2 separate regions of the Mus musculus genome follow, and region 2 is linked to region 1. The links are chromatin contacts, called in public Hi-C maps. All regions are on one chromosome and are shown on one strand. The core of a region is the stretch at or near the end of the contact, and the rest is flanking DNA. Distances in the headings are between cores, read along the strand shown. Region 1 overlaps Trpm6 (transient receptor potential cation channel, subfamily M, member 6). Region 2 overlaps Rorb (RAR-related orphan receptor beta).

Evidence for each region. A called contact is a pair of places that touch in the nucleus more often than the background predicts.
Region 2: a contact with region 1 is called in a Hi-C map of neural progenitor cells, with 3 times the contacts expected there. A contact is called at or near these places in 38 of 484 Hi-C or Micro-C datasets (3T3-L1-derived adipocytes, the AML12 cell line, the C2C12 cell line and 22 more), 5 of 130 datasets of targeted methods (astrocytes, differentiating embryonic stem cells and neural progenitor cells) and 1 of 9 other capture datasets (embryonic stem cells).

Annotation. Positions count from the first base shown.
Region 1 is chr19:18,870,278-18,877,018 of GRCm38.p6, reverse strand. It overlaps Trpm6 (transient receptor potential cation channel, subfamily M, member 6), which reads right to left. Exons shown (of 39, transcript NM_153417.2): 31 at 6,494-6,519; 32 at 4,757-4,807; 33 at 3,125-3,190; 34 at 897-1,183; 35 at 184-266. Among named protein-coding and RNA genes, the nearest start is that of Gm41814, 120 kb to the right of the region's middle.
Region 2 is chr19:18,972,702-18,979,345 of GRCm38.p6, reverse strand. Rorb (RAR-related orphan receptor beta) reads left to right here. Exons shown (of 10, transcript NM_001043354.2): 4 at 1,364-1,765. Among named protein-coding and RNA genes, the nearest start is that of Rorb, 140 kb to the left of the region's middle.

The sequences.
Region 1 (6,741 bases), core at 1,904-4,403:
AAGGTATGTCTGGAACATCTAATTATCTTTATACCAGTCTGTACAACTTTGGAAGGAAGAACCCCGAAAAGCACCATTGGAGAACTTCCCCGTGGGTCTGGTATTTCTAAAGTCTAATGGGCTGAGAAGAGGTTAATAGGAATTCTTCTTATAATGAAGAGCCACAGTGCCAGGTTTACTCACCTTGGTGTATAGGGAATGGTTTGTGGTTTTACTTGGTTAAAGGTATAGATGAGTTTTTGGGCAGCTCTTTGCTGTTGAATTTCCTTGAGAGAGAGAGAGAGAGAGAGAGAGAGAGAGAGAGAGAGAGAGAAAGAATTATTTAAAATATATATACCAAATGCATATGTGATCAATGTCAGTTACTCGTATAATTCTAGGAAAAGACATGAGTTTGGGACAGTATCAGAGGACATGGGAGAAGTTGGAGAGGGAGACAGAAGTGGCAATGTTGTAAATACAGCATTTATTAAATTCCCAAAAAATTTAAATAATTGTTCACTAACATACATAGTCTTGCTTATAAAAGATCTTTATATCAGCCTGTATAACTATGGAAGGAAGAACCCAAAAAGCACCATTGGAGAACTTTCCCATGGGTCTGGTATTTCTAATGTCTAATGGGCTGAGAAGAGGTTAATAGGAATTCTTCTTATAATGAAGAGGCACAGTGCCAGGTTTCTAGACTGCCCAACATTTAATATTATTTACCTTCTACCACTCTACCCACAAAGCAAATGTCCTTTACAACAAAAATAAAAAAAACTACCACCTTCCAAAACTAAAAGACTCTTTTTCAGTTGAGGAAAATCCATCTTAGATAAAGATGTAGCCAAAGACCTCTGTGTTGTTATGTTCTCCTTTCTGGGATCTCGGTATCTAAGGTTCTGGCTTACCCTAAGGCAAAGATGAAGCACAGTGCTCTCCTGGAAGATTTTATACCACGTCTGCACAACCTCGGGGAGAAAAGACTTCACAATGAAAACCTGCCCAGGCTTGAGAACATCATCCTCAGACCAGGTGCTGATAACTCGCATGGCTTTGCGGAGACCCCCATCCATTTCCTCTTGTGACAGCACCTGAATCATGGCAGCTCTGCCATGCTGCGACCAAGAGGACATGCTCTTATCCAGGGTCAGAGGAGAACTTTCTTCAAGCTTGTAGATGGTCACTTCCTCTCCTGCTGCAATAAGAAGTGAAAGCCAGTTAAATAAAATACGGGGTCTGGAGTGTGCTTGGTGCCCTGAAGATCAACTCAGAATCTGTTCAGCTGTGTCTGTCATCAAAGGAGGGTACAGCTAGCAGGAGCTAGAGCAGAGTCAAGGTACAAATTGGCCTGACTTGCCCTCCAGTGAAGGTGGGGAGGGTAAGGAGGAATAAACCATCAAATGGCATATAAGAATTAAGTTGTACTTACTATAAACTAACTAGTTATCGGTATTAAAAGCAGTATAAATATGTCAGCATTGTTAGACTTTTTATTGGAGACATGATTTGCTTTATAATTAAGGCTAACCTAGCTAGCAATCATTACATATCACAGACTAGCTCCAAATCTTTGGTCCGTTTGCCCTACCTCCTGAGTGGTGAGATTATAGGCATGTGATAATGACACCCTGGCTTGAGACAAATATATCTATGGAAACAATTTAACCTGTATTTATTCATTACTAGCCCCCTAAGGAGCAAGCAGTTTTACAACTATCCTTCATATAATATACACATATCTATATGTTTATCCATGCTTTTATACATAAACAACATGATGGATTTTGTTTTCTGGGTGTGGTTTTGCTTGTTTCTCCTGCTCTGCAAAGGGTAATTTTACTTCACCAATAATGCATGTTTTTACCCAGTGGAAGTCACTCGATTGCAAGTTCATACCCTGAGCTTTTGAGCTTGTCAGCAAGCTACTGAAACCCTCCATTTCCTCCTCAGCAAGAATGAATGATAACATTTGTTTCAGTGGTTTGCTGTACAGATTACATATGTCATCAGGCTTAGAGCAAGCTAGGACCTCAGGAACAGACTTAGCCCCACTTAAAAATACTGAATCCATAAAACACTGCTCTCACTTTAAGCTTAGAGAACAGAAAGGGCTCACCCCTGGGCTTGGGTATCTTATTGCTGCATAAGAGGAGTAACAATCCACACAGAAGTTCTCTCTCGGTTGTAGCCCATTGCTTATACCTTTTATACCTTCCTTATATCTTTACTTCAGATATCCCCTATGTTATTATTATTGTTTGCCTCCTTGTTTGTTTTCTGTGAACACCATATGAAGTTACCAAATCTATTCTCTCAACCTCATATCTAGTTCCTTATCAATTCTGGAGACTGTGTGGTATATTCTCAAATGTTTATTCTTGATGCTCAAAGTAAACACCACTGAAGAGCTCTTTGGAGTCCTAATTCCTTTAGGACTTTAGAGAAGAGCTATTGATTTGCAAAATGAACCATGGAGCCAAGAGGAAGAAGAAATCGTCTGCATAAACAATCAGTAGCCAACCTGGTCTTTCCCCCATTGGAACAGTGAGAAGAGACTGAGGAGGGAAGGCAGTGTAGGGACCTTTGTTACACTGTCAACTGTGCTTCATTCTGCTAGGCAGAAAACCTCGGGTACCCTTGGCTAACTCGAACTTGCTTCTCTTTACTTCTCCAGATTTTAAAAGCTACATTTGCAGTCGGAGGAAAGAGCAATCCACGGATGTGAAACAAAACAAACAAATATAAAACAACAAACAAAGGATTTCTCTTCCCATGCCTGTCAGCTTTCAGCATACTGACATGCCGTGCTTTCTTCTGTGTTCATTATATAAGGTTGGTTTGTTCTTTTCTTCCCGATGCGTGTGTCCGGCCTCAAATCATTGAATGCCAGGTGCAGGATCACGCTTGCTTCCCAACCGCTGACCCATGGAGGTCCCAGCCCCACAGGCTCAGCTTCTGACCCTAAATGCTGCCCACAGTAGTTAACAATCTCTACTTTGGGAAGTGAATCTCCTTAATCTACAACGTGGACAAAATAAAATTTGTGAGTCAAACGAGGCACATGGTGTCTTTTCTGTTGCACGCTGACATTCAGTCTACCCTTGCCTAGCCTCGAGAGGAGGGAGATGTTACTCACTGAACAGCTGGATTGGTGTAAACGGTATGGTCTGAGACAGTCTCATTAAATTATTCCTTTCAATGGCTGCAAACAAAAACAGATTGACTACTTTAGGACTGTATCAACAATTAAACCTACAGAAAGCCACACACACAAGAATACACATGAATTCCAGAATATTTCATTTCAAGCATCCTTTATTTTTTCCCACTAGCAAAAACTATTATATATAATAGTTTTAAATATAAAGTGCACCTTAAATCAAAAGGATATCTTAGTCTTAGAAAACTTTTATATGAGGTTATATAACATGGTCTATGAAGGGGCTATCTCTTTTCTCTCCCAATAACAAATGAGACACTAATTCAAATAATGTATGATTCTTTCTTATAAATGGTTTTTAATCTATGTTCCACATTCTCTAGTTTCCTTTTTCCGAAGCAAACTCAGTGCACAGTGGTCTGTGGGGACATCTACTGTTGGTTTTGTGGAGTTTGCCTTCTTTTTCCCAGAGAGGATGGAACACTAATTTTAATTAGAAGCGAGTGATCTGCATTTTCCTGCCAAGAGGCATAGCCTAACAGATCAGAGTCTGTGCAAGTTACAGTATTCCTCGCTAGAGACTCTCTACAGCTGGCAGTTAGAGTCAAAATAATAGATTACTGCTGAGCTAGAGGAGTCAGTCATAGGAGCCTAGACTGAGGAGGCAGGAATCCACAGATCCATTATTCACCACAGAGGAGAATTCAGAATAAGACAGTTTATTATGGGACCCTAAACAAATGACCTTCATATAATAAGACCAGTAATTACAGTGCTGGCAAGGTCTTGTTCACACTGAGTGTTAAACTCAGTAAAAGCCCTGTCCTTGTGTTATCTCGCCCACTGAGAGCTATGACCCTGGAGGAACCATAACGTGGCATAAGTCCAGCTGGTCTAAGTTAGTGTGCATCTCAAAACATTTGCCTCTTAATTCTCAACTAGCCCTTTGGCAGACTGTCCCTCAGAAAGAGCAAGGACAATCATTCCTACTCTCAAAGAAAGACAACTGAAGTGCTATGAAGCATTGCCTAATGACAGAGTCGAGATCCTTGGCATCTCTGCTAAATGGCATCTTTGCAAGGCACATTTGTTGGCCTTATTCTGTGGGGGGGGGGCCTCTATTCAGTGGTTATGTTCACTGAGGGATCTGGAGGGTACAAACCTACCTTTAAGAAGGACTTTCAAGTCTGCCCTTTCCCAATTCAAAATATTGGGATCAGGCTGGGGTTTAGCTCAGTGGTAGACCACTTTTCCAGCAAGGCTCTGAGTTCAAGCCCCTGAATGGCAATAAAAAAGGAACAATACGAAGAAAGATGCTCAAAACACTAAAATATATGGCTTTTGGCTAGCACTGAGCTTGCAAGGAAATTTTAGACACTAAGGGCTTCTTCTTCCAAATTTGCCAACACACATGCACATTTTTTATGTGAATTTTCTTAAATCCCAACAACTTGTTCTTTTGAGTCTAATTATTCCAGCCATTCGAGTAAATAATTTTCTGAATTGAAGCAGTGTTGACAATGTGGAGTTGATGGACGCTTATGTTTACAAGTGTAGAATCCCACACATTTTGCTCAGTTGACCCATCTGTGCACACACACTTCCTACCTGAATAATGGTGGTGAGGCTCTTGAGGGCTTTTTAAGGAGGTTGAGATCTCTGCAATCATAGAAATGATTGGCATTTTAATTACTTGGCTAGAGATAAATACATGTTTATACACTGCCTTCAACGTTACTATTAAACGGCTTAACCGGAATACCTTCCCACTATTCAGAAACGCTTGCCCAATATCCTTTCGTGCATTATTGCGCTGCTTGCTATCCTGACAGCTTCCAATCATCGGTGCAATATCTCCAAGCATATTTATATGGGGAATTGGAGAAAGACAGGTAATATTAGCCTCAAAGTATATTTCCTCTGAACCAATTACACCTCTGGGTTACAGGAGGCACACAGCTGCCCATCATGACATCCCAGAAGCATGATTCTCTGAGTTCTTTGCCAAGATGCACCTAACCATGCAAAGACAATATTAATGCCAAGTTATTAGCAGACTACATTACTGACCAAAACTAATGACAAAACATTACATCTGTGCCAGATACATAAGAAGAGGTGGCCAGTATCACATCATGGGATTTGTTAAGCTGTACCAGGACCCTGTGTTGGAAATCCAACACCTCCAGTGTTAGCTCACTCTTTTCTATCTGTTCCATCCCTAAATCATAAGGCTCAGGAGAAATCCTTTGAAATGGTTTTGCTGTTCCATGAAAATCAAAATTAAAGTGGAGAAACTTCAGTCCCTTGGCAGCAACTGCTTTACACCTACAAGAATAAACAGCAGAGTGAGCCCACGTTTAGGGAGCGCCCTGGCCCCTGATGCCGGATAAAGAATGGAGCAAGCATCCTTAAAGGTGGCATGCTGGGGACGTCAGTCAGCAGAAAAGACTTCCATTTCTGAATTCGGTCGGCAATGTAGGCTTTCAGCTCCCACTACGGGTCACTCCAGGCATGAGCGTGAATAAGATACTGTGTTCACCTTTTAGAAAAGTGCATACGGTGTGCGAGAGAGAAACATACGCAATTGTAATCACAATAGTATGCTAAGTATAAATGACGTAAAATCATTGAATACCAAGGCTGATGGATTGCCCTATTGTCACCTGGAAGATAGAAAGTCATGATCATCTGACAGTGACAAAGCTGAGTCAACGTCGCAGGATCTCCAAGACTTTAGTTACATTTATTTAACATATTTTAACTGAGCACGGACTGAATATATGCCAGACAGCACTGTACTCTGTGGAAGAGAAAGAAACAGATCACACAGAGGGCTGTTGGCTATAAGTGCAGATCCTAGTCAAGACTTTGGGCACAGAGTCTCTTTGAAACCATACAGGAGAAAGCTTCCATATGCGAGTGTGTGATTGGCTTCTTGTATGTGTGAACTATAACACTACCAATTGTTGTAGAGTCAAGATGAATCCAGGAGCTGTGCTCTCATTCAGAGAAACACCATGAAAATTACAGTCAAAACAGATTCCTCAAAGAATTCAAAGCTGAGGGCAGAGGCTTGATGGTAAAGTGCTTACCCAGAGTACCCAAGGCCCTGGGTTCAATCCTCAAAACCACAAAACCAAAACAAAACAGCACAAAAACCACACATCAGTCCTTATTTATCTGGGTGATCTCTGTTTTTATACTGAATTTCTACTTTGTCTGTATTCACAAAACAAAAGAGAATACAAAGTCAAGAGCTATACAAGTCTTACCAGAACAAGGAACTCTACCACCAGGAAAAATAAAAAAATAAAAGATAAATGTTTAAATATAAAAACTTACTGTGAACTTCATTTGGACTTCTTGTTCTGTTTGGGGAACAAATGAAAGTGCTGTTTTAAGTTTTTCAATTATCAAAACACTGAAAAATAATCTGAAATGAAATGAAGAAGATAGATAGATAGATAGATAGAGATATAGAGATATAGAGATAAAGAGATATAGAGATAGATATATAGATATATATCACAGATGTGTATGGAAGTCTCTGCTCCATCTTACCCCTATTTTACTAATAGAAAAATTTGTGG
Region 2 (6,644 bases), core at 2,881-5,380, 100 kb before region 1:
TAGTAGTTAATTAGATTGTTTCTCTTCATTGAGAAAAAAAATTACTAAATAATTACTGCTTCTTCCTACTTAGGCAGCACTGGAAAGCCAGGCTATAGGGATGAGCATCTATCTCCAAGACTACCACAGTCCCCACTGTTCGTAAGATGATTTGAACCTGGCAGCCCAGCACTCAGGTTGCCCAGATGCTAAAAGAGGGGAGTGGACAGCCCATACAAAAAGAGTCACTATCCAAACAGTTCAGGAAGTTTCCTCTCTACACATAAAGAAGCAGCACATGGGGGTTACTCCCCTGTGGAACCCCTTCCTCGCTTCCCCACAAATGCCTGGGGATTTTGCAAGAGATGGAGGGGGGAGGAAGCTATGCTTCAGCTGCAAGGATGGGGAAGAGGAGGAAAGTCGCTCCCGCTTGCTTGCTTGCCTTGAGCTCATGTGAATGCCATCTTCCAAAGGTTCTTCCCATTTGCACCACAATCTAGATGCCAGCAAGTGATGCTATTTTTATAGCCCCTGCATCCTTGTTCGTACCCAATAAATCATATCCCAACCTGAAACAACAGGTTCCTCCCCGAGGACCTCGAAATCCTAATGCTAAGGGGAAATGTCAATACTGATATGGGGGTCATTTTAATAGCAGGAACCCTTTGCTAGTGTGCAGAGATTTGCTGTTTTGTCTCTGTATGTGCTAGTCACAAAGGAATTGGAGGGTGAGAGTTACATCTTCCAGTTCATGACTGTGACAAATAATTCGCATTTTTACATTTCTTCCTAGCTTATTTCTTCCTAGCTTACTGTCACTGTTTAGATAGTGAGTGTCCTCTATAGGTCCATATTTTAACATATATTAAGGATGTGGTCCCCAGTTTGGCACCGTTGAGAGGTTGTGGAGCCTTTAGAGCATGGTGCCTAGAGAGAGGCCTTAGGTCATTGGCGAGTGCAACTCTGAAAGAAACACTGAGACCTATGCTCTTTCTCTTCCTCTTCCTCTCTGTCACCTGCTTGGGGTTGAATCGCTCTGTCTCACATTCCAAACATAGTATCCTGATGTGCCACCATCACAAAAGCCGTTAATACTGTGAGCCAAACTTAACCTTTTCTACTTTTAAGTTGATCATCTCAGATATTTGTTACAGTGGTAGAAAGCTGGACAACACACAGGTTTCATCATTGTGATGCAAACCAACACACTCTCCAAACATAATCTTTCCCCTTAATGTGAAATGCAGATGAGTAGAACTTCTGACTGGCAGCCATAGGGATTTGTCTCTATGATACCGAAGAGACAACCGTGCATGTCTCAGACTGAAGTGACTAAATAGGATGGTAACCACACTTCTGTCTTTTGCTCTTCTTTCCGTCCCAGCTGTAAAGTTCGGGAGGATGTCCAAGAAGCAGCGGGACAGCCTGTATGCTGAGGTGCAGAAGCATCAGCAAAGGCTGCAGGAGCAGCGGCAGCAGCAGAGTGGGGAGGCGGAGGCCCTCGCCAGGGTGTACAGCAGCAGCATTAGCAATGGCCTCAGCAACCTGAACACCGAGACCGGCGGCACATACGCCAACGGGCACGTCATTGACCTGCCCAAGTCCGAAGGTTATTACAGCATAGATTCCGGTCAGCCGTCTCCCGATCAGTCAGGACTGGACATGACTGGGATCAAACAGATAAAGCAAGAACCTATCTATGACCTCACATCTGTACCCAACTTGTTTACCTATAGCTCTTTCAACAACGGGCAGTTAGCTCCCGGGATAACAATGTCTGAGATCGGTAAGTCCGAGTCTTCCCCAAGTTTCATTTCTGGAATTTCTCCATTGACGGTGTCTTAGTCCTACTTAGGGAAGTCGTTTTTCACAGCCCTAGATTAAATTGCATGCATACCTGGTTTCTACTGAGAAGATAACATTGGTTTAAAATATACTCTCACAATTATCACTAGCCCCTTGCCCTATAAAAGTTGTTATGAGTGAAGGAAGATGGAAGGAATTGAAAGATGCTATTAGGGATGAATGGATGCTGTTGGGTGAATGTGGATTCTTACTGAAGAAAAAACGTTGATGGGAGCAAGAAAATGTTCTAATTATCCAAAGTAATGTTACTGAAAGGGAAGTGGACACAATATGGAGTAATACAATGAATGATTCTCAAAGATTGCAGGGACTACACCGTAAGTGCAAGTATCCCAGCTTTCTTCTCTGTAAAGGTATAGCAGGCAGACCAGACCATCGCTATGGATTTGAGGAATCTAAATTGAAGAATTTGACATGAGCGAGATATTCTGGGGAGAATGCTCACACACAAGTACTTGAGTTTAATTCTCAGAATCCATATTTTTAAAAGCGTAGTACCCCACATATAATCTCAATACTAAGGAGGTAGACACAGGCAGACCCCTGGACTTCTTGGCCAACCAGCCTAGACTACTTGAGCTCCAGAACAGAGATCGAGCCTGTCTCAAAGTAACAAAGTAGATAAGTCCTGAGAAACAACAGCCAAGTTTATCTCACATACATGTATAGACATATGTAAGCATACACATATGTGCATGTACCCACACAAATTCTGTATGGGATTCTGGACCACCACAACAAAGACTATGATCTTGGCAATACAGAGTAACAAGTTAGTCCCTGACATTTCCCATTATGACGATGACTTTTGACTTCTTAGTGTACAGTGTCAGGGTGCCCCATCTCAGGCTAACCCTCTTCTGACATTGTAATATTTTTTGTCTTTTTAACTCAACAGTCTAGTGAATGCTCAGTGGGTTGATCTAATGAACTGCCACAAAGATAAGAACAGATTTTTTAGGGTACTTCCCTCCCTGACAACAGAGCTCCATGTGCACCTTGCCACAAAGAAGCTAGATTAAAACCAGAAGTGACTGCCTCCAGGCTAGGAGGCAGGCACCTGAGTTCCAATCCTGGCTCCGTAGTTTGCAGTGTTAAGTAGAGCAAGTCCTTTGACCCCAGATCTCTAATCTTTGAAAGGGATAAAGCAGTTTCAGGTCACGGGGATCTCATAAAAAAGACAACACCAGACAAGTTCCCACTAAGCCTCTGCTACTGTGCGTAGTGACCATCAAATAAGTGACAAGAGCCCACAAGTGTTTTCACTTTACTTCTGGTGAACATATAATGAAATGTTGGCTGTTCTGGGAGCTTATAACATGCATTTGCGGAAGAAATAATGTCACACAACGATAAACCTGAGATGTGACGTCTCTGTTTCAGTGGTGTCTTGTGTGGTAGAAAGTTAAGCTATTGATGTCCCAACCAAAAGACACCAATAGCTGGACTCAGACTAGTCCACTATATTGTCATCCTTATTATATTGAAGATACGTTGTAAAATTTCATTTTCACAAAAGTCTTAAAAGAAAAAAAAAAACCTCCTGTTTCAATGCAAAAACAGAACCCCAAAGGCAATTCACTGCTTCTCAAGAAACCTGTGGTAACTTCCTGACAGAACTCAGGATCTACTTCAGTAAGTCTAGTTCCAGGGTCTTGTGGCTCATCCATTTACCTGCTACTTATTCATTCACAACTCCTAGAAATGGCCTTTGTGTGAAGGGGGCCTCTAAACTTTCAAGAAAGGTATGTCAAACCAAATAACATACTATCTACTACTCAAGCTCTTGAGTGCAGTATTGTATTGGACCATATTTAGTCCCTGTGAAAGGGAAACCTGGAATTGACCAAGCAATCTTTGCCCTCATACATAAAAAAAAAAAAAAAAAAAAAAAAAAAAAAAAAAAATCTATCACGGTTTATTTATGACTTATCATCAATAGAGATTATGATAAGAAAAATACAGCCCAAACCACTGTCTGTGAGTTCCTGTGAGCCATCGCTTTCCCTGTCTGGCCCTCAGCCTATTTTCCTAGGAGCTGAGAGAAGAGACCTGGATAGTCTCAGGTTTTATCATGGCTTCCTGCAGAGGCACTGCCTCCCAAAGAGGACTTTTCATAATTATTTCAAGACATCAGTAGTCTTTACAGATCTCTCCATGTGCTCTAAATTTTCATCAGACTTGAAGAGTGAAATTAGAATTGTCCTGTGAGTACTCTCAAATGCAACAGACTCTTAAACCTAAATAGTGGCTCTGTTCATATTTTGCTAAAACAGCAATGCCACCTAGTGGACACAAACCCATTCCATGTGTATGGCTCTAAGTGTTATGTGATTACATGACACAGTAGGGTGGTGGATGCCTCCCCTTGCCTTAATGAACTATCTAAAACTTGCCGTTTGTGTCGCTGAAACACTAAGTCCATAACAGCATCATTATGGGAGAGGTGTCAGAGAGTGCTTATGGGCTCTGGTTCACAGTCAAGCTGCAACCTTTTATCTTGGGCAAGTAACCTGACAGCTATGAGTCTCGGCATTAAACCTGGACCAGTAATAGTCACTGTGCTTATGCATATATACTGTCCAAATGGATAACTGAGCTGATATTTATAACTTCTGTTGATATTACTTGCCATGCTCAAGAAATCACTGTAACAATATGATTGACATTGTAATTATTACATGATAAGATCCCTAGCTGTTATAGACAATATAATCACCTTTTACCATTGTACTAAATGATACTCTACCTTTTAATTTTAATAGCACACTAGTGGATAAAAGATGCTCTAGGTATCTTTTGTATACCTATTTTACAGGAAATATATATATATATATATATATATTGAGGCTTAGAGGTCACAGTCTCACAAACACCAAAGAAGAAATTTGAGCGCAGGTCTAAGAAATCGGAAGCCAGTTTTTTAGACATGAGTATGTGTATTTTCTCCTGGAAACACTGAGGACACTCAGAAGCTCATTCTCATTACTACACAAAAGCATGTTTGGCCCTTGGTGCCTAACATCGTTCTAGGTGACACTAAATAAAGTTCACAGAGTTTTCTGTGGACGTTTTGTCTTTATTTGATCATTAGGCATCAGAGTGACTCTTCTGCTGGCATGCTGGCATTTGAAAATTCCTGTACAGACAAAAGAGAAAAATCTGGGCTTAGCAACATTTTCAATAACGAACTCAAGACTCTGGCACACTAAGAAATTTGTGAGCACCACATTTGGCCACTGATTCTGACTGCCTCCTCTGGTTTCTGAGAGGGTAAAGAACATGCAGTCCTGCCACCATGCTGAGCTCAGTCCTTATGAGAAGATCTTTCTTCTGAAGCAAGGTTTGGATTAGCCTGTGCTCAACCAGTCCTCGCATCCTTGAAATGTTTAATTAAAATTGATTTGTGGACTGCAACATAACAGTCCGAACAACTATGTATAAATCACCAAGTCAATTATTATAACTGTTACTAAAGTCAGAAATAAGCCCAAAGCAAGTCCACCCTTCTCCAAGGGGTCAAGAAAACCCACACTTCCTGGAATAAGGATCCTGGTGCTAATAGTTTCTGTTTAGAGGAAAATGGAAACATCTTTCACGTGTATCAGTCAGCAAGAGATTTACCTCCTGCTTCAGATCAACCATGAAGAAGCTTCTAGATAGGTTAAAGGTGAGAAATGGGAGTTTGTTCCCTAAGACACAGAGTGAGTCAACCCAGTAAAGATCAACTCTAACTTAAGCAACTTGTTTTACTACCATAGACTTCCATGCATGCTTTGAAGGATTTCTTTTTGCAATATTCCAGCCACTAAATCAGCAAACTGCAGCTTCTATCCTTACCATCTAAGTGACAGCGGTCAAGAGAAGTAGTTACAATTAGAATAGAATAGACTGGCTATCAGTAGTGACGCACCAGCCTAGCGTGCATAAGACCCTTAGATAGATCCCCAGCATGCTAAACTAAGTAAATTAATTTTTAAAACTGTCATAGAACCTAAGTCCTAGGTGATCCTGGATATGAAGTTCTGGGAGCTGGCGCGTATCAGCTACTCAAGACCCCTTCTTATCAGGGAAACTTTTTTATTCCCAGAATCTTGAGGCTGGAAAGCAAAACACAGTTAAGAGAACAGAAACAGCAAAGAATATTTCAGAAATATATCCCTGGGCTTTTCAGAATCCCAAGAGAAAAAGAAGTCATGAAATAAGAAGAAACTGGAAGTCAACCGCAAATTAATATTTAGGCCTTAGTATTGACAGGCCTTGGCTGAAAATTTACTTCGAGCTAGCATGATGGATGTGTTATGTCTCTGGGAATAAAATTTTGCGTGGTTGGTGATAGAGAAGGGAAGCTAGGCAGAGGATTCTCAGAAAGTGAGCAGGAAAGAAAATGGAACCATTGGCTTTTGCTTTCCATCAGAGCTCTCTGATACTCTGGGGATGCCACAAGATTATATTCTCAGTAAAGCTCATTTAAGCTGAAGGATGATTGACAAGGTATCTAGAAAGTTCCAGAAAAGAAAGTTCAAGGAGGCAGACAATATTTTTAAAAGGAGAGAGAAAATTAATATATACACATGCATATATATGAATATATATGTATATCCATCCTTAAATTAGCTGTAATGCTAAGCAGGATGGTGTGTCTTCCATACCATCGGCTGGGTCTTCCCTCCAGGTGTAGACAAGGGAATGTGAACTCCAGGTCTCATTCTTTCCACATAGTGTTAGCATGGATTTGTTCTCATATTCCTTTTGTGTTCTATTCATGGAATCTGGAGTTTAAAGTAACAAACACAGAA